Regions from separate parts of the Mus musculus genome. Here regions 1 and 2 are each linked to region 3. A link is a contact called in public Hi-C data. All regions are on one chromosome and are shown on one strand. Each heading gives the region's core, a stretch centred on a gene start, on an enhancer-like site or on the middle of the called end of the contact. The rest is flanking DNA. Distances are from core to core; before and after follow the strand shown.

Region 1 (3,792 bases), core at 122-2,621, 120 kb before region 3:
CAGGACTTGCATCCCAAACACCCAGTGTAGTTACTGTCCACAAAATAAGGATTATCTATTAGTTTAATCCAATGTCTGAGTGGTTTTCTCTGGTGGATGCTTCACAATAAAACCACTGCAGATCCTGGCTGAGTTTGTCTTCATGGTCCACCACAGTACTGGGTCACAGCTTGAGGCCATGTCAACAGAGCTTGCAACACGGGTACTAGCATCTTCAAATTCTATCACACACACACACACACACACACACACACACACACCTAAGTAAGAGTGGATTCTATAGCAAATGACAAGCTGCACGGTTTAGGGGTTGGTGATGAAGCCGAAAGCTACATAGGAATCAGAACTTGCTTTCTTCTGATTTCTGTCACGTGTCTAGCCCACAGCATACCACCCAGAACAGGGTAGAGCTAAAGTACTTGATGAGTGGTTGTATAACAGGGCTACTACAGGCTCTGGGGTGGACTTCTTCTCTTTAAGATGGAAGGAGGTATCAGGTCCTAGGGACTCCAGCCATGAACCCTGGCATGCTACCATTTAGGCAACATCACATGAACAGGATGACAGAGAATCACCGCCTAGACCCAAATTGTCACCACTGAGCCCCCAGAGTTTTCACCTGCATCCCTGGCTCCCCTTTCCCAGTCTACAGTAACCACCATTTCTGCATAGCTCAGCATCTGAGGGTCCATGTGAGAGCAAGGTCATGTGCTTTTTGTCTTCCAGTGCCTCTCTAACTCTGTGAGGATTCCCGGGTTAGTCCACATTGTCAAACGGGATGGGATAGCCTGTTTTACATCTTCCTTACATTGCAATGTACTACCCCACCCTCTCACCCCACCCCGGTGCTACCAGAAACATCACATATAAGAACACTGGGTACACCTAAAGTTTCGGGAGGGTCTGTTGAATTTGTGAGAGCTCTGTTTGGTGGGCAGACTAACTCCCCCTTTGCCTTAAGGGCTCAGGGTACAGAGTGCCTGCAGAGACATGGTTCATCAGTTCATAATTCCCGTGTGGATGGCAAAGTACCTCACCCTCCTTTCACTGTCTGTGACACAGCATTATGCCGGTGGAGGCTGGAAATAGAAACCAGCCTCTACAGGCCAGGGTGCCTGCTGGGACTGCCACCTGCCCTGACGTGCACCCAGCAATTCCTCCCAGATCTCTCACTGAAGCCAAGGTAGGGGTTCTGACGCACATGCCTCCGGGCTGCAGCTTATCTCCCAGCTAATGCGGGATTTAAACCCCGTTTTGCCTTCGATGAGATGCCAGTGTGATGGATAATCATCTGCCGGCTGCTGGGAAGAGTGACATCCGCATCTGTGTTGCTAGGCAACAAGATGCTCCCCTTCCTGTGCATCACTGGGTGGCTCTGAGCATCACTGACTTCCCTGTCAGCAGCATCCCACATCTGATGCTGTGCTCAGGAGCCTCCAGCTAGCTGCCGTGCCTTGACCAACAGGGATGCACTTGGCTGCCTGTCTGATCTCATGGACAAGAGTTAACATGGATTGAATCTTGAAACTGGTCCTTGGATACTTTATGGGCCACTGATGTCCTTGTTACAGGGAACTGAATTTCATTTCTAAAACGATCTGCTTGGTTCTGACTCCTCCCCTAAGTGGGTCAGGGTAATTTTAGACAAGATCTTTAGAGGCTCTAAGAATTCAATTCGATTTGGAATTGACTTTTAAGGACATAGTGTTCTCACGGGAAGATGCCCCCAACATGTTATTTTGAGCTCTTGAGTTAACTAGCTGTGCTCTGGGACTGTCCTCCTTCAGGTTCTCAGCAGTGCCAGTAAGTGGAAGCAGCCCCTTCCATGGCCAGTAGATCGGAAACATTTCCTGGACAGAAATCCAATCGCTCTGTGTCCTCTGAGAACTCTGGTGGGAGGCGTACCAACTCTGCAAGCTCATCCATCCCTGACCCCTGCAGGACAGACTCTGCCTCAGCAAGGCTGCGGGGGCCCCAGAATTCCTATATGGAATTCAGGGATTTGTTCTAATTTAAGAGGGATTAGGAAAGTCCTGGAGATGGAGGTCTCACTTTACCTAGCAACCAAATGCAGGAGAGATGGGATGACAGCCACCTACATGGGGACCACCTACCAAACCCAGTGGTTTTTCCCTTGCCCAAAGTCAGGGTCTCAACTGTCTCACCAGGTTCCTGGGTGACAGACTGACGGCCCACTGCTAGTGGTGAATACATGTTTTAAGTAAACAATGGGAAGCTATGGTTCTGCTGAAGGTGCAGGGCACCCTGGCCCTAAGGATACACACTCCGTTTTATGCTGAGTCAGAGAGACAACCTTTAAGGCATATGCTGCAGTTGGGGGTCTGATGGTCCCTCCAAAGCCCCTGTGATGCAGACCTCCTGGCCAGCAGGTGGCACTAGTGAGAGATGGTGGGAGCTTGGGCAGGTGGGAGGAAGTTAGGTCACTGGGGCTGAACAGGTCCAGTGAGTTACTGGACCTTATTCCTTCCTTCCAGCCATAATGCAGGCAAAGCTCTCCTGTGCACTCTGGCCATGATGTGTTGTTCCACGACCAGTGCTAAGCGACGGGCAAGCATGGACTAGAGAGTCTCTGAAATCAGGAGTCTAATCAATATTTCCTCTGTGTCACTGACTGTCTTGGGTGTTTTCATCTGGGACAGAAAGCTGGTGGTGTGGAAGTGCCTTGGGCAATTACCTCTCCATAACCATTCGGCAGGTGTAAACACTGAGTTTGTGCAACCTTCTCCACTAAGAGTGCTCTAAGGTTTAACAGGCTATGATCCCTTGAGAAATGGCTCCCATGGCAATTAAAGAAACAAGCATCATTAGCTATTGTTTTTCTGGGAAATAAAGAAAGGGGATTTTAGTCAAAGAGGTCATTTGTGGCCCTTTTGCAACCCTGAGAGAGATGAAGTGAAGTCAATGAAATTCAAGGCAGGTCTTAAGTCTATGCAGCTGTAGAGGAACCAGAAAGTCCTCAGATTCACACAGTAGCTTCAATGTGTCTCTTAGTGGGGCCAGTTCAACTGCTAGGGACAGTGTGCACTGGTTGTCCCTTCTTGGAGGAGGGAGGGTTAGTTTGCTAGAGCCAGAAACATCTCAGTGGTTAGTATAAACTCAGTGTGACTTCTGGCTCTGCCCATTATAACTGAATGTGGTGGCTGGTTTTACATCCACTTGACAAAAGTTAGAGTCAGTAGAGAGGACGGAGCCTCAGTAGAGGCAATGTCTCTGTAAGATCAGGATGCAGGCTAGCCTATAGAATATTTTCTTAATGTCGGAGGGCCCAGCTCACTGTGGGTGGTGCCATCCCTGGGCTGGTGGTCTTGGGTTCTATAAGAAAGCAGGCTGAGCAAGCCAGGAGGAGCAAACAAGTAAGCAGCATCCCTCCATGTCTTCTGTGTCAGTTCCTGCCTTCAGGTTCCTTTCCCGACTTCCTTTAATAATGGATTACAATGTGGAAGTGTAAGCCAAATAACAACCCCCCGCCCCCACCCTGTCCAGGTTGCCTTGGTTGTCAAGGTGATTGAGGGCTGGTTAAGAGCACTTTCTGCTCTTCCTGAGGACCCAGGTTCATTTCCCAATACCTACATAGAGGCTCATAACCATCTACAAGTCCGGTTGCAGAGGATCTGATGCCCTTTTTCTGACCTCCTGGGATACTAGGCACAAACTTGGTGCATACATACACTCAGGTCCACACATATACACATAAAATAAAACAACAACAGTAAAGTAATGGAGAGCATTGAATGAATGATGCTAGTAGTTTAAGATATTATCAGACAATGG
Region 2 (3,936 bases), core at 1,345-3,844, 75 kb before region 3:
AGTTCCAGGATAGCCAGGGCTACATGAAAAAAAAAATGTCTTAAAAAAAAAAAAAGCAGGGTCTCTCTACATAGGCCTGGCAATCTCTCAAACTATCAATGTACTCCAGGCTGACATCAAACTCACAGAAATCCTCCTGCTTCTGCCTCTGGGATTCAGGAACTGTGCCATTACACCTGCCTGGCTAGGTGGTTTTTTAAACTGGGAACTATAGTGGGCTACTGTAATAAAGGCATGTTGTGGGCTCCTTCTGCTGCCTTTAACTCATTTCTACTTTTCACTGAGGACACGGCTCTTCTAGAGGCCTATGGCTATGTACAATTGTAATGGCTTAGTATATTTTCAGTATGTGCCACCTTCCATAACAACATCTTACTCTTTCCTCATGCCCGTCTGGAACAAGCACAACAAGCTGAATCAGTTGATAATCTTATTTGTCACCCACAGCCCATGCTGGTGCACAGGTTCCTCATGTCTGCCTACCAACCTGTAGGCAAATGGTTGTCTTGCTCATTGATAATCAAATATCCCTGCCACTGCACTGTCTCCTATTACCTTGGAGCTACCGAAGTGAGTAGTCCCCACTTCTGTCAACTACCACCTAAAGCCACATGTCTAAAGGCTGGACACTGCTCTCTGTCCACTTTGGAGTAAAGATTCGGGAGAATTCACTATTCAAATGGAAGTATGATATATATATATATACACACACACATACATATACATATATATATAATTATATTTGTGTGCCTATGTGAATTATGTGTACCTGTGTATGAAGGTGTCTGCAGAAGCCAGAAGAAGGTGTTATAGTCTTTGGAAGTGGCATTATACTTGGTTGAGAGGTGCCCAATTGTGGGTGCTGGGAACCAAACTCAGGCCCTCTGGAAGAGCAGCAAGTGCTCTTAACTGCTATGGCATCTCTCCAGCCTGGTATGTTTTATGTTTTATACAGCATGACTGGGTATTTCCTATGCTGGGCACCACCCACAGCATTGGGGTCACAGCAGGAATCTGCAGCTCGGGTGTCGTCTATAAGCTTGTTTCAGGGATCTGGGTGCTGGCTTCGGAATCTGAACTCTCTCTGAGTTTCAGTGTATTAGATACTAGCCAATATACTGTATTGTTAGACATAAACCATTCCAACCCAGTTCACTGTTAAGAAAAGCATATAGCAAGATATGCTGGGAACTAAATACAAAATTCATCTATGTTTTATATGTATCTTGCACCCATAGTCTAAGGTTAATTTTATACCGTGTTTCGAATGATTCTGTGCATGATGCCTCACAGTATGGAATTTTCTATTAATGGGGTTTTGTGGGTCCCCAAAAGTTTCAGACTTTGGGGGCATTTTGGGTTTCAGTTCAGATATGTTCAATCTTATATTACTTTTGTTTTAATCTTAATAAATACTTAAAATACTATAAAGCAATAAGTCTATTTCTTCATCAACATTTGATTGCTAGCACACCTTTCTGTTAAAGCCATACTTGTGCAGGGTCACAGAGAGAGCCTTGAGGTCATCTGCAAGAATTCAGCTGTCAGGGCAGACCACGAGCACTTGAGTCTTGCTCTTTCAAGTGCCTTTCCACACACTGTCCCTTTTACTAATGAAATACTCGAACACTTGTGGTCACTCCAGTGTTACAGAGAACAAAATACGAACATGCTATGGTCAAAAAATCCCGCCTCCTGCCACACAACTGCAAACAATCACATACACTTAGGGGACATTTTCAGATGACACAAATTTCCTGTAGAACAATGAATACTTTTCTTCATCACCAGACCCCTGAGGTTTGAATTTAAAAACCTTCCTTTGGCCACTTACCTCCTTCGATCAGTACCTACAAATGAACTTATCCCGGCTTTTCTATAGTCAGTTTATTTAAGCAAACTCCAGACCCACTTGCTCAGAGGCTGCAGAGACAGTAGCTTTGGCATCGTGGCCTCCGTTGCCCGGTGTCAGCATTCTGAAATCCACCCTCCTCCCACCAGAGACTCCATCTCCCACTCATCCACACTGCTGACCTTCTGACCAGCCCCAGATAAAGCACCTTATAAATGACTCCAAGGCTTAGGGACAAAGAGCAAAGAGAAAATTGTGATCCGTCTGCTGACCAACGAGCACGTATATAGAAGAACTCTACAGCTACTCGGACCATGACTTCCTTCTGTCCTGGACACTCTCTCCACCACTTCCTTCAGACTCAGTAGATGAGCTCCACACATGTTCAAATACTTGGCATAAACCCCAAGTAGCTGTCCTGGGACTGGCATTTCACAGCTGAGACGTGGGGCACCACAGATACTGTGTGCTTCAGTGATTAAGGGATAAGGAGGAGGCGGAGGCAGAGGAGGAGGAGGAGCAAGTAAGAAGAGCCCTTTGAGAGCCTGACTCAGAAACTCGATCCTCTGGGTGCAGGCTCGGTTTCATTTAGATATGAAACCCGACCAGTGTCTGTGCCTGGCCACTTCGCAGGCCTATTTTTAAGGTGCCTTGCACATTCCACATGAAATGTCCCATACAATGCACGCTCTTAACATGAGCGAGTCTCTTGGCAGAGAAGAGTCCGGAGCACAGCGGGAGCCCACCGCCAGCATGCTCAGGGATGGACAGGTGACAGGAATATTCATCCCTCTGAATTCAACGTCTCCTAACCCTTTCAGCTGTTAGTTTCTGGCATTTGCATTCGTGAGCTCGCAGGCATGGATGGGTTCTGACTTCTGTTTTCAGGAATATGCTGACTCAGGCACACCCTGCCTTTCCTGGGTTTGGTGAAGTGTGGCACCTGAACAGCCGGCCATCTATAGCCATACAACAGGCTATCCATATGGCACCTGCTTGCTATCTACTAAGAGTGGACTTTTCTTTTTCCCCCTTGCTGCATGCAACACTGTCACTGGTGTTACTAGCAGTAATCATAGCTTAAACCCAGTCCCCCAAGGCCCCCCAAAGTTATTCGATCTTCCAAAGTAGCAACTTGCCCTCTTTCTTCTGGCCCCCAAACAGCAGCACTCCGAAGGCCAAAACTAACAAAGGTGCCTCACAAATGGGGCTGGAGAAACCTATCCTTTTAATAAGCACTTCCACCTAAATTCTGAGAGAGGTTCTTCTAATGCTGGGTTTTACCCACGGCTCCCACCCCTCCCCCCTAAGACCTCAAGACAGAGCGCTAAATAAGGGTTACACACAGGTACACGTTGGCAGTGGTTATTTAAAAGGCAACGCACGAGGGGGCAGAGACATCTGCCAGCAGGGCACATCCGAGCTGTGAGCCAGGCCTCACTCTGGATCCATGTCTACACTGGGACTGGGGTGTGGCTCGATGGTAGAGTAGCTGCTTAGCATGTACAAGGCCCAGGGTTCAACCCCAGCATAACAACAAAAAAAGTGTCCTTGTTTGCTTTACACTCCCTCCCCAGTGACTCTGGAGTCTTCAGTGCAGAGCACCTCTGTGGTGCAGGGCACCTCTGTAGTAGGGATGCCCCACTCACTCCTAGGAGCTTCCTGCTGCCTCCATGGCTGGCAGGGAATTGAGGGAGGTTGTCATTGGGGGGCTTTCCTTGCTCCTTGGAATCCCCCCACTGCACGGTCCCTTAGCAGAATGTAGGATTGCGACCAGCAAGACTATGGGAGTGACACATCAAACCAGGATGGGCAGCCTCCCCAACGGAGGACCTACAAGGAAGGACTCTTCTGACCAAAAAAAAAAAAAAAAAAAAAAACTATAGCAGGATCAGAGGCTCCCAAAAAGTTAAAGGTTTACATACTCGACCCTTTCCTATTCCTTTGTGAAGGGAAGATGTATGGTTCTTGCCCCTTCTAGGAAACATCTCCCTTGTCCTGGCCGTCTTCCATTTTCTCATTTCTTCCTTTAAAATATGTATATACCACTGAAAGGAACCTGGACAGATATTTGAAAGAATGAT
Region 3 (3,384 bases), core at 518-3,017:
CACGTGTAGGGGGCTACAGCTGGGCATCTAGATCACCCTCTTCAACAGGTGACAGTGCAGGGGTCAATGTATCCAAAACGATGTATAGCCACCCGAAACGCATCAGCAAAGACAGGCAAAACAGTAAGAGCAAAACTGGGGGAACCAGACCTACAGGTCCTCCTACAAGTTTGGAGTTAGGTTACCAGAAGCTAGCGGCTTTGGGTAGCAGTTAGGGGCAAAGAAGGGTAAAGAATTAGTGAGACCCCAGGAGACGAGCTCACATGACCCCAGGGAAGCCAGGGGATCCCGGGTCGGCTTCCGAGACACACCTGCCACCCCGGCTGCTGCTCACCTTGAGGTAGTCGTTCTCCGAGCGCAGTTCCTCCATCTCCCTCAGCAACTCCTCTTCCTCAGCCACCACCAAGAGCCGGGGCTGTTCGCCCAGGCTAGGCTCCTTGGAGGTCCCCAGAATCGTCCGCTCCGGTGGCGCTCGGCCCCCAACATCCTCCTGAGAACCGGGTCCCGGGGACCCTGTGGAGGCCCCGCCTGGGCTGCTTCGGCCCCCGAGACAGGCACTGGCGACAGGGGGCGCCGCGAGCAGGATAGGGGGCTCGGGGCTGCCCGGCGGCGGCCCGCGGGATCCGGAGCTCGGAGTGGGTGCTCCGCGTATGGGTTCCCGGTCACTGGAGCCGGTGCCCGACTCAGCGTCGCTGCTGGCGGCGGGGAGTAGGCGCTGCTCATCAGACAAGGGTTCGGAGGCGCAGTCGGAGAGATCCGAGCTGCTGTCCGTGTGGTTGATACGACAGCCAGCCACCGAGGTCACAGAGAGGGTCACGGCGGGGACCCGGGAGGCGCGAGCCGGGGGCACGACGGCGCGAGCTGGAGGCGTCCCGGGGCCGCGCTTGGTTTTGCGACCCTTCGCGACGGCAGGCGGTGGCTCGGCCCCAGTCGGCCTCCCAACCCGGGACAGTGGCTCCGCCGGCCCCGCGCGCGCCGCCCTCCTGGTCCCCGGGACGGCCTTAGCGCCGCCCGCCGACCTGGCTCCGGCGCCCGGCGGCGGCTTGTCCTTCGCGCCGGGGACTACACCGCTGCGTCGGGAGAGGCGACCGGGCGCGGCCGGGGGCCCGGGCGACGGCGGCGCCTTCCCGGCAAGGCTAGGCGAGCGAGGAGCCGCGGGAGTCGGGGCACGGCCCGCAGAGGGGGTGGCCGTGGCGGGCCGCGTGTGCAGGTCCTTGAGGAAGGGTCTGGCGGGCGAGGGTGCGCGGTGCAGCCGCCTCCTCTCGGCCAGCGGGTGCAGGTGGTGGTGGCGGTGATGCTGGCCGGCTGGCTGCGGCTTGGTGTCCGGGGCGCCGCCGCCCGCGGGGCCGTTCAGCGTCTCCATGGCCCGGGCGGCGGCTGCGATCCGCAGCTCAGGCGGCAGATGCTCCGGGCGGCGGCGGCGGCGTGCAGCCTCCCCGCGCGCCCGGTCATCACTGACCCCCTGCCCCGCCCGGCGTGCACCCTGCGCTCCCGCCGTCCCCTCCCCCGCACTCAGCCGACCCGGGGGAGTGTGTCCCCTCGCTCAGGTCAACGGCGCTCGGATCCTCCTGGCACAGCCGCCACGGCCGCTCGCATCCCCTGCACCGTGCGTTCAGAGAGCTGAAGTGGCCGCCACCGCGGCCTCGCACAAAAACACTTGTCTGGCGACGCGCGCCCGGCTCCCGAGTTCCGCTCCCCGCCCACTGCCAGTCCGCGGGGGATCGGCAGCCACGGCTTCTGCTCGGCTGCTCCGGCGGAGAGAAGCTGCTGCACGCGCGTCCCCCTCCGTCCCCAGCCCGACGCGCACGCCCCGCCTCCTGCTAGCGGGACGGGGAGGGGGCGGGGCGGGCAGGAGGCGGGGCTGCAGCTCGGGGGACGCGGGAGACGCAGAGCCCGAGTGCCCACGCGTCCACGCAGCAGAGGACCACTCTTTGCCTTTGGATGTACTGGGGCTACCACCCTGAGCCGGCTAGGAAGGGAAGAAGCTGGGGTGAAGGGAGGGAAGAGGGCGGGCATCGGCCACTTGGGGACACTTCAGGTGCAGGCGGGGTAGAGGGCCCCTCTGCGGTGGGTGCCAGCCTTCTCTCTGTTCCACCCAGCCCCCTCTATCTGACTCCTGCCTCCCCTCTTCGCTTCGCTGCCCACCGCTCTCCCCAGAGCTTCTTTAAGGATTCCTGGTACCGGATGCAGCGTCAGGACCGACACAGCGCTCCACAGTTGGCACCCCCAGTGGCCTGGGCAGCTCTGAAAGGGAGGAGCCGCTGTAGAAATCGGAGAAGCAGCTCGTCAAGCCGGGGTCTGAAAGGGAGCTCACATTTATAGTTCCGGCGACCTTGCTCCAGGCACTGCTTCTACTCGCATGATGACAGTCCCGAATTCGAAATCCTGTTTTCAGAAGGAGACATGGGCACGAGGAAGTGAAGTGGCTTGTTTGAACTCCGGGGCTGAGCGGGGATTCAAACCTAGGTCTACCGGAGTCTCAGCAGTACACGTTTGCCTTAGAGCACCAAGGAGCCTGAGGGTTCCGCTCCGTGGGCAAGGTACTTGACCTTTTGGGTCTCCGATTCCCGCCTCACCTGTAGAATCAGAGAAAACCGAATGTAGATGTATTCTGATTAACTGAGCAAAGAGAAGGACTCACCCGTCCACTGTAAAGTGCTTTTGACAGATGTTCCGTGTGGTTTATATCCCAGGCTTTGGATGTTGGGCAATAAGCGCCCCGAGGACAAGTCTAAGTTGTCCTCTATCTAGATTCGGGATTTGGGGAGCAGGGATGAACAAGAAGAAGACGCCAGCGGGGAAATCCTGTGTGTTTCCTGAAAGATGCTGGTCTTGAAGTTCACAGCACAGTTAAGTGGGACAGGGCTTAGACCTAAAGCTGTGGAGTGGAAAGTGAAGGATTCTGGTTGATCTTATTTGCTGAGAAAGATCCCAGAGCCGCAGGGTGGGGCAGAGGGCATGGTGTGGGTGACTGCATCCCGAAGCACGAGGAGAGTACAGACTTGAAATGTTAAAGGAAAATTGTACTCAAAGTCCGTGGTCTTAACGACAGAATGGCCTTCCGTAGCCCGAACCGTCAGAAGCTGCAGGAAATGGCTTTTTTTTTTTTTTTTTTTTTTTTGATTATAAACCAGAAGATAGAATGTCTTGTTGGGGCTTGAGCTCAGATCCTATTGAAACCTTCCGACACAATTTGCACTTACAGGCCTGGACTTTGCGAGTCACTTTTGTGAAAATCTTCTGAAAGTGAGGCACACCCTATATAATCCGTAATAAGTACCTTTTGAGACCTGCCCCTTGAAGTGCTTGGAGGCCGGCAGGCACGCTTGACTAACTGTGTCCACGAGACTGTGTCCACGAGAGGGCGCTCCAGCGTTCCCCTCC

Evidence for each region. A called contact is a pair of places that touch in the nucleus more often than the background predicts.
Region 1: a Hi-C map of the N1E-115 cell line shows a contact between it and region 3, with 4 times the contacts expected there. The contact joins the enhancer-like site here to the promoter of Mtcl1 in region 3. A contact is called at or near these places in 9 of 39 promoter capture datasets (the 3T3-L1 cell line, cranial neural crest, embryonic stem cells and 4 more), 5 of 15 datasets of contacts at CTCF or cohesin (the NIH/3T3 cell line, embryonic stem cells, large pre-B cells and 1 more), 17 of 484 Hi-C or Micro-C datasets (3T3-L1-derived adipocytes, the N1E-115 cell line, brain and 10 more), 23 of 115 datasets of contacts at active chromatin or transcription factors (SST interneurons, a colorectal cancer cell line, craniofacial prominence and 14 more) and 2 of 9 other capture datasets (adipose tissue and pancreatic islet).
Region 2: a Hi-C map of myocytes shows a contact between it and region 3, with 2.2 times the contacts expected there. The contact joins the enhancer-like site here to the promoter of Mtcl1 in region 3. A contact is called at or near these places in 7 of 39 promoter capture datasets (cranial neural crest, embryonic stem cells, epiblast stem cells and 3 more), 2 of 15 datasets of contacts at CTCF or cohesin (the NIH/3T3 cell line and embryonic stem cells), 47 of 484 Hi-C or Micro-C datasets (the 3T3-L1 cell line, the AML12 cell line, the C2C12 cell line and 24 more), 29 of 115 datasets of contacts at active chromatin or transcription factors (the NIH/3T3 cell line, VIP interneurons, cardiomyocytes and 15 more) and 3 of 9 other capture datasets (adipose tissue, liver and pancreatic islet).

Annotation. Positions count from the first base shown.
Region 1 is chr17:66,324,455-66,328,246 of GRCm38.p6, forward strand. No RefSeq gene overlaps it. Among named protein-coding and RNA genes, the nearest start is that of Mtcl1, 120 kb to the right of the region's middle. Within about 2 kb of position 1,372, at least 58 of the 459 cell types and tissues checked have an H3K27ac peak or open chromatin away from gene starts, as enhancers often do. A contact at or near this core is called in the N1E-115 cell line, SST interneurons, brain and 5 more, where this site is marked.
Region 2 is chr17:66,372,472-66,376,407 of GRCm38.p6, forward strand. The region is part of intron 6 of Mtcl1 (microtubule crosslinking factor 1); the gene reads right to left. Among named protein-coding and RNA genes, the nearest start is that of Mtcl1, 75 kb to the right of the region's middle. Within about 2 kb of position 2,595, at least 18 of the 459 cell types and tissues checked have an H3K27ac peak or open chromatin away from gene starts, as enhancers often do. A contact at or near this core is called in the C2C12 cell line, cerebellar granule neurons, cerebellum and 3 more, where this site is marked.
Region 3 is chr17:66,447,983-66,451,366 of GRCm38.p6, forward strand. It overlaps Mtcl1 (microtubule crosslinking factor 1), which reads right to left and starts at 1,768. Exons shown (of 14, transcript NM_172963.4): 1 at 335-1,768. The coding sequence starts at 1,363.